Regions from separate parts of the Zea mays genome. Here regions 1, 2 and 3 are each linked to region 4. The links are chromatin contacts, called in public Hi-C maps. All regions are on one chromosome and are shown on one strand. Each heading gives the region's core, a stretch centred on a gene start, on an enhancer-like site or on the middle of the called end of the contact. The rest is flanking DNA. Distances are from core to core; before and after follow the strand shown.

Region 1 (3,733 bases), core at 577-3,076, 210 kb before region 4:
TAGATGAAGTTGTCTAACCAGTAGAACATCATGTTCAGATATTTTTAATATTGAATATAAATTGTATATATGTATATACGTTTTTTTAAAAAAATAAAAAAAAATATAATCGTGTCGGGCCGGACCAGCACTACAGGCCGAGGCTACAGCCCAAGCATGACACGATGTTCTTGGCTCTTGCAAGCATTAGGTTATTTCTAAGACCACATTGGCGCAATGGACTCCATGGTGTTTGAGGTTGCTGAATTGGATAGAGCAACGATGATTTATCACACTAACAGTAAAATAAAAGGTTATTTGTTTGTTTTAAACGTTAGTAATTGCTACGAAGTAGTATAACTTATATGGAGCGCATCCAATTTTTATTGATGCCTGCCTTAGCAATCACTCCATATTTTGATCCAACTTTTTTATAAGTTTGAGTTCATGTGACTTATTTTAGAAACTTGAGCTCACAAATTTTCTCTTATTTGGTCTCTGTATGGTGAAATTATGTCATTTTATAATCTCTGTTTGTTTAGTTAGTCGTTATGAACTCTCTTTTAATCGCTCACTTCATTGACCGTGTTGTACCATGATATATTGCATGGAGTAAACAATAACATGAGTTAGCCAAATCAAAAAATATTATACAGAGAGTGGATACCATCAATAAAAAATCTTGAAAATTTTTTGGTGGATAGTTTACGTGGGTATTGTTGTAAGCCGTAGCAACGCACGGGCAACCGACTAGTAGTGTTAAATTTCACGTGAAAAGATGTTTTTCCAATTAAATAAATAATTATCTGAACAATCATTTACGTACAGATACTTTAAATAAAAATTTGTGCCATTAAAATAGCTATTATAAAAAAATAACCTAAGGTAATTAATTAATTTAATTAGAGGAGTACTAAGTACCCAGTCCATTTTACTATTTTAGATTGTGTACTGTTTTAGTTTTGTTAGGTCAATCTTCTTGGATTTTGACTAAGCCTATAAGAAGAACCCAATATCTACAACATCAATTTCATTTCTAAATTTTGTTGACACAGTGCACTAAACAAATGTGTGGGATAACGTTGAAAACTTCAAATGTCTGTAAACAACTTAATTCGGACATTTACAAGAGTAGTCTCTTAAGGGCCTGTTTGTTTAACCCCATGGATTATATAATCTAGATTATTTTTGGAGGATTATATAATCTGGATTATATAATCTGAGTAGTCCCGTTTGTTTATCCAGATTATTTGAGTTGTTAATAAGATTCTTTTGTATGATGAAGACATTAATGCCAATGGTGGGTTATAATGGCAATGGTGGGTAATTTCTAGGAAACTTTAAAGGGTAGTGGGGAAGTGGGAAAAAAATAATCTGAAATAAGCACCTCCTCACTTGCTTATGGATTATCATAATCTAAAGAGTTAGATTATATAATCTCGGCAAATAAGCTGGACTGTTTGTTTGCCTCTTAGGATTATTTAATCCATATTATATAATCTGAGGGGTAAACAAACAGGCCCTAAGTTTTCTTGTTGTGAACGCAGGAACAAAATGGAAACACCACTTTTCAATTTTTGTGACCCACTCCAGCACTCCTGCATGCCAGTACAACTCCGTGGCAGTTGCGAGCCGCCGTGCCGCCTCTCACATTTCCTACGGCCTAGATCCGTGGACGCTCGTGGTCGTGGGGAAGAAAGCAACCCGGGCCCGGAACCACCAAAGCCAGAGACACCCACCAGAAACTCCTAGACTCCTAGTACAGTTTTACCCACACAGCCTAGCGGGACCTACAAGTCAGCCAAACGTCTCAAGCTCGCCATTTCGCCTCGGTTTCCAGCTCCCACTCCTCCCTTCCTCGCTTCCCAATCTCCAAACCTCTCACTTGCACGGGAGCACGTACAGCCGTACAGGCGGAGCCAAAGCGATCGGCGCCGCGGCGGCAAGACGTCGTCGGCGGCGACGATGACGTGGCACGAGGACCTGGCCACTCACGTGGGGAACACGGGCGTTCGCCTCCCCGGCGCCGGAGGTCACGCGCCGGCGGCGGCGAATGTTGCTGCGGCGGGGGCCGGGTGGTACGGGGAGGAGGAAGAGGGGAGGGCGGAGGAGGGGTGGGCGCAGCAGGCGAAGGGGTTCGCGGAGTCGACGGCGGAGATGCTGCGGGAGCTGGGCCGGGGGCTGTGGGACGTCGCCGCGCAGAGCCTCGCCGGCGCCGAGGACAGCGAGGTGGCGCGGCGGCTCCGGAAGCGGGCGGCGGCTACGGGGAAGCGCCTCAGCTTCATGAACGAGTACCTCCCCGAGGAGCGCGACCCGGTGAGGTGTTGGCTCACCGTCGCCGCAGTCGCATTCGTCTCGCTCCTAGGTAACCGCTGATCTCGCGTCCGCCGCTCTTGTCCGCGTCAGCGCCGCTACGCCCCGCGCTCGCGTGACGCGTCTCTGCTTCTAGCTGAGCCTGCAACTGTGGTTCGTGGCGTCACGCAACATGCTGTATGGGTTTTGTCTCGTATTTGTTCTTTTACGGGGATGGATCTAACTGACTGTGGAGAATCGGGAATAAACTCGTGTTTCAGTTTCTGTTGCGGGTTTTATTTTGAATTTTGGATTGTAACTTCTCTCTGTGAGCAGATATCTAGTCTGTAGTACGTTTCACTGTCCAGTTGGTGGGAAAACGTGGCATTCGCAACCATACATTTTCAGACCCTGGGGTCATGCCTAGTTTACTCGCTCAACGTTGCGTTGACAAGAAGAACCCACAACTACACTACTGTTTCATGCGTATTCTGGGTTTGTGTTTGATCCGCTGAATCATTGCAATGGTTAAGGATACCACTAGTCAATTGTTTTACCTTTTGAGTTCCTTGTCACGGAATGGGACAAGGGGAACTGTTTCATCCTATTTCATTCACATATGTACAGATGGTTTGTCTAGTGTGTCTAGTTTAAGTAATTGATTTCCATGGAGAGCACTGTTTATTTCTCATTTTAGTCCGATTTACTCTGTCACTGATTTATTGTGTACATTTTGTGATCAGTTTGGTTCATTGTGGGCCAAAGCTTCTTGCTTGAGAACTGCAACATGTTAATTTATATATGTTTCGAATAATTTATGAATTTAATGTGACATCTTCCATGATATCATAATGTTATAAATTTATGGCCATCCAGTTATAATAGCACAATGCAAAATATATTCATTAGTGCCGAAATGTTCACACCTGATACAGTTTGTCCGTGTAGAGATCAGTGCACCACTTTAATTGCTTAATGAGAATGTTCTCCATGCAGTTTTAGGTTTTGGGAGTGGCAATGAAACTCCAGTAGAGCTTCCAAAGAAACTTATCATCGGCCCCCCAAGTGCTGATAGAATCCAACTTCCTGATGGACGGCATCTGGCTTATCAAGAACAAGGAGTTTCAGCTAACAGAGCAAGATTTTCACTGATTTATCCTCATTCTTTTCTTTCATCAAGGCTAGCAGGTAGGGAGTCTAGTCGAGTTGGTATGGCATGTTAGTTTATCAGAGCGTTACATCATTTACCGGACACTGTTGGCATTTCCATGCTTCCTATTTGATCTACATTGTTCTTTCTCATGCAGGAATCCCTGGAATTAGAGCATCTCTTCTGGAAGAATTTGGAGTACGACTTGTGACCTATGATCTTCCTGGTTTTGGTGAGAGCGATCCACACATAGGCCGGAATCTCAATTCTTCTGCAATGGACATGCTCTATCTGGCTAATGCTCTCAATATT
Region 2 (3,878 bases), core at 518-3,017, 170 kb after region 4:
AACTCGCTGCAATTAATAACATCCTGACTTAGCTGATGTAAGCATTCAGAAGCTTATAAGCAACCAAAAAATGGACGACACTAGTTTTTGAAGATTGAAACATCAACAAATTGGAAAACGGCTTTGCTAATGATCACCTTTCCACGGTACCAGGGAAGCTTGTCTTCGTGGCCATGATGGTGCAAGTATGTGACCATATCCAGCCAAGCAACAAATACCTGCACACACCAGCAGGAACATAAATTTACAGCACCACAGACACCACCCATTCAAATTATCTTTTTTTGCAGAAGTTGGGCCGAAGAGGAGGGCATGCCGCTCTTACCAAGTATGGGACTCCGTAGAGCTTTAGCATCGGAACAGGACCCATCAGAAAGGTGAGACCGGCCAGAACACCAACCATGGCCAGCCAGGACGCCGTCGATGTTATGATGTCATTCTTTTCAGTAGGTTGGAACAGATCACTGCCTGGGTTGAAGTGTGATCCTGACTTCCCTGGACTCCTCGCAAACTACATAACACACATGAACCCGCATGGCAGGAATTTAGCACCACTACCACGCTGTAAAACAGAAAACGTCCGATTCATGCGTCATCGATAGACATGTTCTTAGCCTCACCAAGTATAACGGGAACGCGAGCAAGGGGAACGGCATGGTGAACCGCAGTTTCCTAGTCATAAAGTCCAGGCTTTTGTACAGCCTCTCTGGTAGCTGCAAGTAATCGCAATCCGAGAAACCATCATTCATCGACATGCGCCATCAGCAATAACTTGTGAAGCTCCAACAAAAGAGGGAGAGCGACAGGAAACCTACCGGGTGCCAGGACTCGTCCTTCTCAACGTGACCGTGGTTTTGATGGTGCGTCCTGTGGCTAATCCTCCTGAAATTCCATTCACTTACAACATCAACGATGATCCTCGACAGAAACTAACGAGCATAGGAAACATGGGTAATCCTACCATCCGTGGTATGGCACAAGAATGGAGGAATGGAGTATGTGGCCGACGACGCTGTTTAACTTGGGGTTGTTCGAGAAGCTCCCGTGTCCACTGCAAACAGCAGATATGCAGCAGGAGTCAAAGGCCTAAAACTGGCATGAATGAAAATAACAGGACAAAAAAAAGAGTATCCAATGTTGGGCACGGGACCGTGGAGGGCTGGAGGCCTACCAGTCGTGGCCGAGGACGAAGAGCGCCCAGAACATGGTGCCCTGCGCGGCCCAGTAGAGCGGCCAGACGAGCCAGCTGTCGAGGCGCGCGGCCGCTGCGGCGAGGCCCAGGACGACGGCGACGTCGCGCAGCACGTAGCTCATGGAGCGCCAGGGGTCCTTGACCCAGCAGTGCTTGGGGATGGCGGCGCGGATCTCCGCCAGCCCGAACGGCGGCGGCGCCCCCGGGTCGAACTCCCCGCCGGCCGCCGCGCCCTCCTCCTGCCCCGGCGCGGCGCTCGGCTTGTCCTCCTCGACGGCGGCGGAGGCGAGGCGGGTGGGCGCGGAGACGCGGAGCGCCCAGTCGCGGTGGATGGACGCGGACGCGGGACGACGGCGCGGCGCCGCGGAGAGCGCGGGGGGTGACGGCGCCGCAATGGCGCCCCGGCCGGCGCGCAGGCGGCGGAGCGGCGCGAGGCCGCAGCACTCGGAGAGCACGAGCCGGGCCATTGCCGCCGTCAGCGGGGCGGGTGGATGGATGGATGCCTGGATTGATGGCAATTGGTTACAGTCCAGTCCACACACACACACCCCCGCCGCTGCCGCCGGTCTTCTGCGTTCGGGACGGGGGTTTGAGTTGAGCGTGCGGTGGTAGAGTGGCCTGGCTTGTCAGGGCAGGCTGAGAGAATCCAAGTACTTTTATACCGGGCGCGCGAGGCCACCGTAACAGGCGAGCCGGAGATCGGCACGCCGCCGCACGCGGTGCGGTGGACTCGGACCGGAGAACCGGAACGCGGTACCGGACTGGAATGTGGGTCGGGCGCGAATCGAGAGGAGCTGAGGCACGTGTGAATCGTTGCGGGTCGGGTCAGGGGAGCTTCGACGCCGGCGAGCGTGCCTGCTTTTTAATACGTGTTGACTCCCTTGGGTTGGGTTGGGTTGGGTTGGGCCTCGTGTGGAAATCGCATGGTATCATGGTATGCGTAGTGCTCTGCTCATCCATAGCAGCTAGCTAGCAAGAGGAGACAAGTCCATGATCAGTTCTTAGTTGGTCATATCCCCCAACCCCCAACGAAGTACACTGTACACGTACAACAAAAGTACATGTTAATGTCGAAGCGAAGAATGATGCATGGTGGTTTGTAAGCTTTTTTTTTTTTTTGTAGCCAACTGACGCACAAGCTCTATCTAAAGAACATTACGAGCTAGTAACAAGTTGGCCTGTTTTTTTAATGATAAAGTCGTCTCAGTAGCCAACAACTTAGCTCGGTTATAAATGTACGTGTAGCAACTTATCAAGGAGTATATATATTTTGAGTAGTCATGTTCTCACAGCATTATTATATATTTATATTGAACTCTGAGAGACATATACAAAATGCGTCTCCGTTTTCGATGGTCCCTATGTTCCGTACCAGTACAGTACTAGGGCCTGCACTGGTCAAGATATACGACTTCTTTGCAACAAAGCAAACGGGAAAATAAAAAAGAGACGGCTTGTTACCTTACTAGTACGGTGCATGTGAAAGCCTGTAACGTGCCGTGGTGCAGGTGCGCCCACGTAGCCGGGCGCTCTTGGCTGGTGGTGGTGGAACTCGCGGCCCCCGGGCACCGTCGATCGACCAGAGGACGGTGGTGGCGCGCCGAGATATTTTTCCTCTCTCCAAGAGATGGACGGACGTCGGCGCGCGGTGCGATCTGGCTGACACGGCCAGCCCCCGCGCGGGGGAAGGGAATCTTGGGCGGATCCTACCTTTTTTTGGTGCGACGTGGTGTGGACCTGGTGGTGGGGCTCGGCTCGGATCCTAGTCCGTGGCCGGAGCAGGATCTAACGACCGGTAGGGTCAGGTTTTGATTAGGCTTGTCGTTAAATAAAATTAAATAAAAATACTAATATCAGTAGGTCATGGAAGCTTAATTATTATACTAGGTGTGTGCCCGTGCGTTGCCACGGAAGTCAAAATTTAGTTCTAAAATAGTAATCATTTTAGAAAATTAGTGAATTCAAACAATACTGATGTATATGTTTTATAGTTACATACTCGTGCATTGCTATGGTTTCTATATATATCACACAGGTAGACATTATAGTCTTTGATGATTCATTCACGCACTCCATCTACATGCATAAGTTTTAATAAAATATATAAAGACTATCTTAAACTCTTTGATGCAATAGCTCAAAGTATAACAACTTGGATCTCCACGGAGATGCATGCTACATGCAAGCAATAGACCAGGCAACCATCAAAGCAGTTTAATACTGATAATATTTCTCAATTGGAGCTACACAGTGACAGCTACACAGTCCTGCAATAGCGAGCAGCCCAGTAGAACCTTGACCTTACCTAAGATCAAAAGATTAATCACAACCGACCTCACATTTCTATTTGGTTTGAGGAATGGATCAGCACATTCTATCAAATACAAGGTCTTTTTTCATCTTTGTCTATGGAGGAACTCTCCTCGTACGATCAGTCTCATTCTTTTTGAGTCATCCCAGAGCAAGTACCTATTATCCCTTGCCTAATCACAACATTGTTCAAACCATTCCTACATAAGAAAGTAGAGAATCAAATGTAGTGCCAATTTATTAAAAAAACATCATGGAGCACAGTAAGCGAGTGCTCTGTATATGTTTTCCAGATATCCTTGGGCAAGGATGCGTGATAAAGATAATAGTGTGTTTACCTTGCTAGGAAAATCTCCGTATAAGTATGATGGAATCA
Region 3 (3,755 bases), core at 454-2,953, 130 kb after region 4:
TAAAAATCTTAAGTTTTGAGCATAAAATCACTAAATTATAAGCGTAAATACCGAATCAATGTGCGAGGTTGATAGCTCTAGTAGGTTGTTATTACTATCCTATTTTTATGACAGATCCGAAAATATGGCAGCCGCATGCATGCGGTTTCTATTTTTATACAGATCCAAAAATTATGGCAAAAATCGTGGGAGTTTCCATTGCATGCGCGCAAATTACAAACAGCATAAATCAAGGAATTGTCTTTCCAATGTGCATGCAGTAAACTGATATACAAACTTTGTGTTTAAGCATAAAATCGTACAGTTTTTGGCGTAAATAATACATGTGATAGGCATAAAACACAATAATCGAAAAGAAAACTACGCTGGATCAGAGGATGTCACGCGCGATCATCGTTGCGCGCATCTCGGGCCTTCCGTGACAACACTCGCTCGAAGATCGCGCCTCATACGTCGCCGTCGCTACTCGCACGTCGACGGGCGTCGCTTGCTCGCCGGCCTTGGAAGTGCCGCCTCCTCGGGACCTCGGGGACGCCGCCGCTTGCCCGCACAAGGGCCCCGCTGTCGCTCGCCCTCTGGATCGGGGAGCCGCCGCCACCGACCTGGGAACTGCCGCCACTACTCCGGATCGAGGAACCTCCGCCACCGTGCGTCAAGGTCATGGAGTTGCGGCCACCGGCTGGGGATCCACCGTCGCGCACGCTTTGGGGCAACCGTCGTCGTCGTCGCACGCGGCGTCGCTAATGAATCTGGGTGGAGTGTAAAAAACTGAACCCTAGCACTCTGGGTCTTGTTTATAGACGTCTGGATGTGGTCCGACTCGACCGGATTGCACCGTCCGACCTGGGCTTCCTCTAGTTATTGGAAGCCCAAGGCTCCTAATATATAAACTATATATATATATATAGTCTTTTGGAGATACTCTAAGCATGCATTAGGCCACACTAATTAACCAGCACAAAATGTATACTACTAGTTATCGTACTAATTAGGCAAAGTCGTTTTATTGAAAAAGTGAACCAGGGAGAACTAGTTTTATTATGAAAAACAGTTTGCAGATTTCACCAACTAAGGGTGTGTTTGGTTCAGCTTTCTTAACCAGATTCACTATTAAAAATTTGAAATCACGACTAAATAGGTATAACAGCAGAATAAATTCTTGAAAAGCAATAGATACTCTAGTTCAATTCAGATTCACCTTCTACCCCATATTTTATAGATTTATGTCATCCATATTAACAAGCTATCATACATTTATAGAATCAACCAAACATATTTTAACTTTTCTATAACCGTCAGCTCAAGGCAGCTTACTTACGGTTCATAACTTAAAATTGAATTTTCAGAATTCTATAGCTGAACCAAACGGACCATACAACTCAGATACTTTTAGTACTAAATCAATTTTTATTAATTCTTGTTTTGTCTACTCCAAACCAAGTTTAATTTTGGTAAACGTAGATGTAACGTGTCATCAGGTGGCAGATTCAATAATGAGGAATGCAGGATAGAGCGGGACACAAGTCACATAGCACTTTGGGGTAGCAATATCTAACGGCAGGGTTGTTGTCACGCACATGTTTCAGACTTGGATGGGCCAAAAGAAAATTTAGTTAAAGATTGGTAGCTCATGCTCCGCGTCCTGATCTGGCCAACTCAGCTTATGTTCGCATCCCACTTGGGCTTCTTTTGACTCCAACCAGATGATCTCCGACCATGACACCATGTCACCATTGACAGTGCCCCCAGCAAAATAGCCAGACACAATCATTCATGGTATCGTCCTTATGATGCGATGCCCGTACGGTTTCTCTTTTACAATAGTGAGTTCCTCTTTCACAATAGTGTATGAATAATCGTTCTTCCTGCACTAGTATAGTGCGCGCGTCCTGCGCACATGTATTCGAGAAGATATGAAAAACATTGAGTTTCACATAGAGGTGGAAGTCTCCAGTAGTACAGAAGGTGGTATGTGTTCATTCATTGATACGTATACAATGGCAAAAAGAGAAAAAAAAAGACATAGGTGTCAGAGATACGTCTAAGAGACAATCATACACAGTTCGGATTAGGGTCCAACTGAGATTAAAGGTTTAATGGGATGCAACACATTAACACGTTCTAAATAGATAGAAAGGGGATAGGGTTAAATCATTCCACTACATGTGTAAATCCTAGTCGTCGCTTTCTTCAGACCTAGTCGTGAGACTCTCGATGTGTGTGTGATGCTAGCACACCGGCGCAAAGGCGTTCCATCCCCGTACGTGTGGACATCGTGGAGTCGCAACTGCGACTGTTGTGCTGACAAACCGTGAGGAGGAGGCGATCATGATCGGCTACTTTCTCTCCATCGACGCGCGCCTACGTTGGATCGCTGCTCCAACTCGTCTTCCGTTGCGCTGCTCGTCTAGTGAAAATGATCCATGATCTACTTGCAAGTTTCCTAGGTGACGTGGTAGATGTGTCTAGCATGTTTTCTAACGGTTGGTAGGTGTTCATTCATTGATAGTGTATCCAACAGCAAAAACAAAAAGAGGAGACCACCTTCGAGCTATGCTCTTGCGATTTATATATAGTAAGTAGATGTACTAGCGCCTATGCCACTTGGCCGAAGTGCTAGTTTAAAAATACGTGCGTCTAATTTTTATACTTTTATAAAGTTGTCATAAATTATTATTTTTTATACTTTTATAAAGTTGTCATAAATTATGAAACAATGAGATTGAAATGTCCTAATTTAGTTTTGGTAATTCGGTGATAACTTAGGTGGACTCTCAAGATAAGTTATGACCTCAAAGATTCTTATTGAAGATTTTGGCGGTGGTCTTCTCTTGCACATGTAAGATGTTTACCATCTTGTTAAGACACCTTCTCACATAGCTACACAAGGACTCTCTTTTTCTTTGTATTATTTGCTCAAGATGGTATTGAGTCTGGATACTTTCTGCCCTAAAGCGACTCATGAATATGTATGCTAATCCTTCCTAGGAGTTGACAGAATCTACAGGTGGACCCAATAATAATTTCTTGGTATACAATTGTGGCACTTGATGAAGTAGTTTGCCATAATGAAGGGTCCTCCTTCTGTCGACAAGATGGACAAACAATAAATTTCTAACCATCCTACCGAGTTAGTATTCCTGTTACAAGCTTCAATGCTCACAGGATCAAAATCCCTAGGCCATTGGACTCCTTTCAAGTGCTCTATGAAATCCATGACTAAGAGGATTGTCGGATTGGCGTTGGCATTCTGGTCGGCATGACTTGGCTTTCCCCTGCGGAGGATCTCTGTTTTCATTAGAGCTCGTCATACCTCTAGCATATAAGGTTGAATAGGTCACCATGCAATTAAATCGTTTCAAATCTTCTTGAATTTGAGGATTGTTTCGAGGGAGTATGGGTATAAGCATGTCGGAGAGTAAATCTCCGGCCGGGTGGTGGAGTGCACCCGCCCTAAATCCTGAAATGAGGAGGGGCTTAGGCGTTTTGCTTGATCGTTAGGTTGAACGGGAAGAACTCAAGAACACACAAGGATTTAGAGTGGTTCGGACCGCCAGAGCGTAATACCCTACTCCACTGTGGGATGTATTGCTTGTGAGCTTGTATGAGCTTGTGAGTCTAAGGTGCGACCTAAGATTGTGTGTGTGTGTGTATAACGTCGCATGCCTCCCCTTTTATAGCTGAATGGGGGCATGCACAAAGGCACTGGGCCCCAACATGTGGGCCCAGGGACATAAAGAATATAGCGCTTGGAG
Region 4 (3,615 bases), core at 804-3,303:
GATCACATGGTTGCCTGCTGCTGCTGCAAAAGTTGAAATGACCTCTTGGAGTGTTTAGCTTGCTGCTGATGCTTAATCTGGCTCGGGGGATGGATGGATGTTGCCATCAATTGTCCTCATGTGGTGGCTGGCTGCCACCTCAACCTTGGTACTGTGTGCGGGAATGTAAAATCCTATCCTGTCATTTGTATAAGGCAACAAAAGGTCGAATAAGGTTGCTCGCCATTTGCAGTGGTGCTTGACGATACTCCCTAAACCAATGGTGGCGCTCAATCTTATGGCACTTAGTCCAGCTGAGATTCAGTCTGTGTTTCTCTTTATGCACTCCAGGGTCAATGGTCAATGGCCTCAAGCTTAAGTCACCACAGTGCTATGTACTGCCATGCCTCTACACTTTGTTGGGTACTCCTGTCATTGAACCCAGATCATGGAGGTCTGGAGCTGGATTAGCCTTCCAAGAGTATTGGTGAACGCTCGTCTCTTTATCAGTCTTTGCTAGGTTGGGTCTGTTGGTGAGCTCTGTTAGTTCGGTTGTTAGTTGGCTGATCCCTTGGTGATCAGAAACATGGGGGGTGGGTAGCAACTACATTGTTTTCGTTGACACGGTAATGAAATTTGGTTTTACTGTGGTGGGGAAAAAAGTGAATGCTCTTTTCTTTATTGATTGCTTGTCCTCTCGGTTAATGGAAATAGTACCTTTTAGCACAATTGGTGATGTGGTGAAGTGTAAGCATATGAAAATGATGAATATGTTGACCACGATAATATTTGTTACCCGATCCTTCACACGGTCCATTTAGCTTGTTATTGCCATATAGCCTTGTTCGGTTGCACTTTGATCGTAAGGGATTGAGGGGGATTAAATCCCTTTCTATTCATTTTTGACTAGGAAGGGATTTAGTCCTATCCAATCTCCTTTAATCCCCTCGCAACTGAACAAGCCCTAAGGATTATCTGCTAGCGCTGTTGTTTTGTACTTGTGTTTGCAACTTTGTGCATTATAAAAACTTTATATTGCTTAGGATTGCTTTTTATTGATACTGTGTACAGATTTAAAACACTATTTCTCTCCTTTCTATGCAGACTATGTTCGCAATTTGTTTAGCGGATGATGTGGACAGTGGACTGCCACCAGTCACTGGAGTGTTTTGCTATGTTGTTGCAGAACTACATAGTATCTGGCCACTTTGGGGAATTGTTCTGTAGTGATCTATTAGTTCCAGTGGGCATGGTTGGTGTTCGGTGTAGATCTTAGTAAAAAGAAAAGGAAATCGAGGTCCAGAAACAGCAAATGTGCAGTAATTAGGTTTTTGCCGAAGTATTGGTGGAAATCGTACTCTCTAGGCTTGGTCGTGGTCGGTGCAAATCTTGTTTGTTATGGTACTTACCACGACTTATATTTTTTTAGGATCACCGTGGCATTTCTTTTCTTCTTACTGTTTATTTGTCAGTGGTTCATTTTGGCAAAGAGTTTTTCTATCTTTCGATATCGTGGTAGTTAGTTACCGAATCATCATAAATCAAAAGAACGTTAGTTTTCTTTCATTTGTTACAAGTTGACCCCCGCATTGAGTTTATCTTCTGGGATAGCAAAATATGATGTTTATAATTTGTCCTCGGTGTGTTCACTCGTGTCACTATTTTCTGGTTCATACGTCAAAGGCTGGCATTATCTTATTTACATTTCTCGTTCATATGTGAAAAGGCTGACACTATCTTATTCCAAAGGGAAAAGACATCATTATATTATATATTTATAGCATGGTTGCAAGTTCTATGCTCCATCTGCCCTAAAATGTAATTTGTTTTAGACTAAGCAAACATTTATTAATTAATTTATAAATATAATTTGTATGTATGTCTATTTATTATCGTTCATTAAAAAAGGGCTAGAAATAATTATATTTTAGGACGAGGGAGTATGACAAGAGAAACATCTTTTTATTTGCCTAGCTCTATTTCAAACGTTTTGGTTGGTTAGATACTTTAGGCACTATTCAGTGCTCACTTGGGAAAAGGTTGAGGCCGTTACAGTATGATGGTCTTGGATACCCAACCTTGAATCAATGGGATGGGCCTTGCGCATCCGTTGGCTGTGGCTAAAAAACCGATTCTTGACCTTGGGAAGGGCTGCCTTTTCAGTGCCCTCTCTTCGATGGTCAGGCCGCTAAATTCTGGACAAATAGTTGGCTGCGCGATTGCACTGTAGGTGAGCTGGTCCCTAATCCTTTTCACGTAATTCCTAAACGAGCAAGGAGACAACACACTGGGCTGGTCCCTAATCTCTTTCACGTAATTCCTAAACGAGCAAGGAGACAACACACTGTTTCTCAAGCGTTGGGCTGCAGGTCCTGGACTGCTAATATCCAGGGTGCCCTCACTGTACAGGTGCTTGTTGAATACCTGAAACTCTGGGAAGTAGTTGATGATTTTACCTTGCAGCCTGTTGTTTCAGATCAGCACATATGGAAGCTAACAAATTCAGGGTTGTACACTTCTAAATCTGCTTACAACGCCTTCTTTTTAGGTTCAGTTAAGTTTGTACCTTGGAAAAGGATTTGGAAAACAAGGACCCCTCTTCGATGGAAGTTCTTCATTTGGTTAGCAATCAAGAACAGGTGTTGGACAACAGATCACCTAGCAAAGCATGGGCTGCCACACCACTGTCTTTGCCTCATCTGTGATCAAGATGTGGAGAATATACAACACATTCTTGTGTCTTGTGTCTTCTCTCGGGAGGTTTGGACCAAAATCTTTATGTGTGTTGGTCTGCAGGCATTTGCTCCCCAACCTGATGTGTGATCTTTCTCTGCGTGGTGGTATTGGGCAGCCAACAATTTGCCAAAGGAGAAGAGGAAAAGGTTTAATTCCCTAGTCATCTTTGTGGCCTAGACTCTTTGGAAGCATAGGAATGCATGTGTGTTTGAGGGTCTTAATTCTAGTGTCCCTTTAGTCTGCCAAGAAGTTAGTAAGGAGACCAAGCTTTGTTGTCATGCTGGTAACATGACACTCAAGGAGCTGCTCGATGGGGCGTGTAGGCTGGACACTTAAGTGTCATGTAGTGTCGTTTTGTTTGTCATTGTGTGTGGCGCGTTTGTTCTCTAGAGTGTTGGTGTGGTGAGGGTAGGGACGACAATGAGCTCTAAATTTAACACTATAAAATTTAAATATCAGATTAGAATTAAATCCTATTTCTATTTATTTTTGAACATAAATTTATTTAGGACTCTGTCATTTTGTGAAAAAGCATTTAGATCGAGATCTATTACCAGTCCTAAGTGAGGGACATGCCTCCTCACATGTGATATACTGTTATCTTTCTTAATGAAGTTTCTTAACGAAATGACACCGCACCTCTTATGTGTCAATCGAGGAAAAAAAGTGCTCTCACGCCTCTGTATGAAGTATGAACGAACCGCGAACGTGGGGGGACGAAATTTGGCTGCCTGTCATCCTTGTCCATCAAGCACGCGTTGCACATGCATTTAAAAGATCGTTGTCAGCACATGTGAACGAATGTCCAGGCATCCACTGAAAACGATGCATAGGCCGCTACGTGGATGAGAGGTTAGGTGCCGGTCTCATTTGGACTCTACAGGTTGCTTAATGATACTT

The links. Hi-C and Micro-C count contacts between places; a contact is called where the count stands out from the background.
Region 1: a contact with region 4 is called in a Hi-C map of tassel, with 4 times the contacts expected there. The contact joins the promoter of LOC100274584 here to the enhancer-like site in region 4. A contact is called at or near these places in 5 of 25 Hi-C or Micro-C datasets (ear, leaf, leaf mesophyll and 2 more).
Region 2: a contact with region 4 is called in a Hi-C map of endosperm, with 3 times the contacts expected there. The contact joins the promoter of LOC542222 here to the enhancer-like site in region 4. A contact is called at or near these places in 4 of 25 Hi-C or Micro-C datasets (bundle sheath, ear, endosperm and 1 more).
Region 3: a contact with region 4 is called in a Hi-C map of ear, with 2.0 times the contacts expected there. The contact joins two enhancer-like sites. A contact is called at or near these places in 3 of 25 Hi-C or Micro-C datasets (ear, leaf and seedling).

The regions. Positions count from the first base shown.
Region 1 is chr9:144,313,193-144,316,925 of Zm-B73-REFERENCE-NAM-5.0, reverse strand. It overlaps LOC100274584 (alpha/beta-Hydrolases superfamily protein), which reads left to right and starts at 1,826. Exons shown (of 5, transcript NM_001148937.1): 1 at 1,826-2,344; 2 at 3,268-3,459; 3 at 3,579-3,733. The coding sequence starts at 1,945.
Region 2 is chr9:143,932,047-143,935,924 of Zm-B73-REFERENCE-NAM-5.0, reverse strand. LOC542222 (fatty acid desaturase 7) reads right to left here and starts at 1,767. Exons shown (of 8, transcript NM_001279611.2): 1 at 1,172-1,767; 2 at 962-1,051; 3 at 816-882; 4 at 621-713; 5 at 326-511; 6 at 138-218. The coding sequence starts at 1,659.
Region 3 is chr9:143,970,484-143,974,238 of Zm-B73-REFERENCE-NAM-5.0, reverse strand. No RefSeq gene overlaps it. Among protein-coding and RNA genes, the nearest start is that of LOC542222, 38 kb to the right of the region's middle. Within about 2 kb of position 1,703, at least 9 of the 20 cell types and tissues checked have an H3K27ac peak or open chromatin away from gene starts, as enhancers often do. A contact at or near this core is called in ear and seedling, where this site is marked.
Region 4 is chr9:144,101,854-144,105,468 of Zm-B73-REFERENCE-NAM-5.0, reverse strand. LOC100282263 (protein YIP1) reads left to right here. Exons shown (of 2, transcript NM_001155175.2): 2 at 1,084-1,545. Among protein-coding and RNA genes, the nearest start is that of LOC100282263, 7.6 kb to the left of the region's middle. Within about 2 kb of position 2,053, at least 16 of the 20 cell types and tissues checked have an H3K27ac peak or open chromatin away from gene starts, as enhancers often do. A contact at or near this core is called in ear, endosperm, root tip and 2 more, where this site is marked.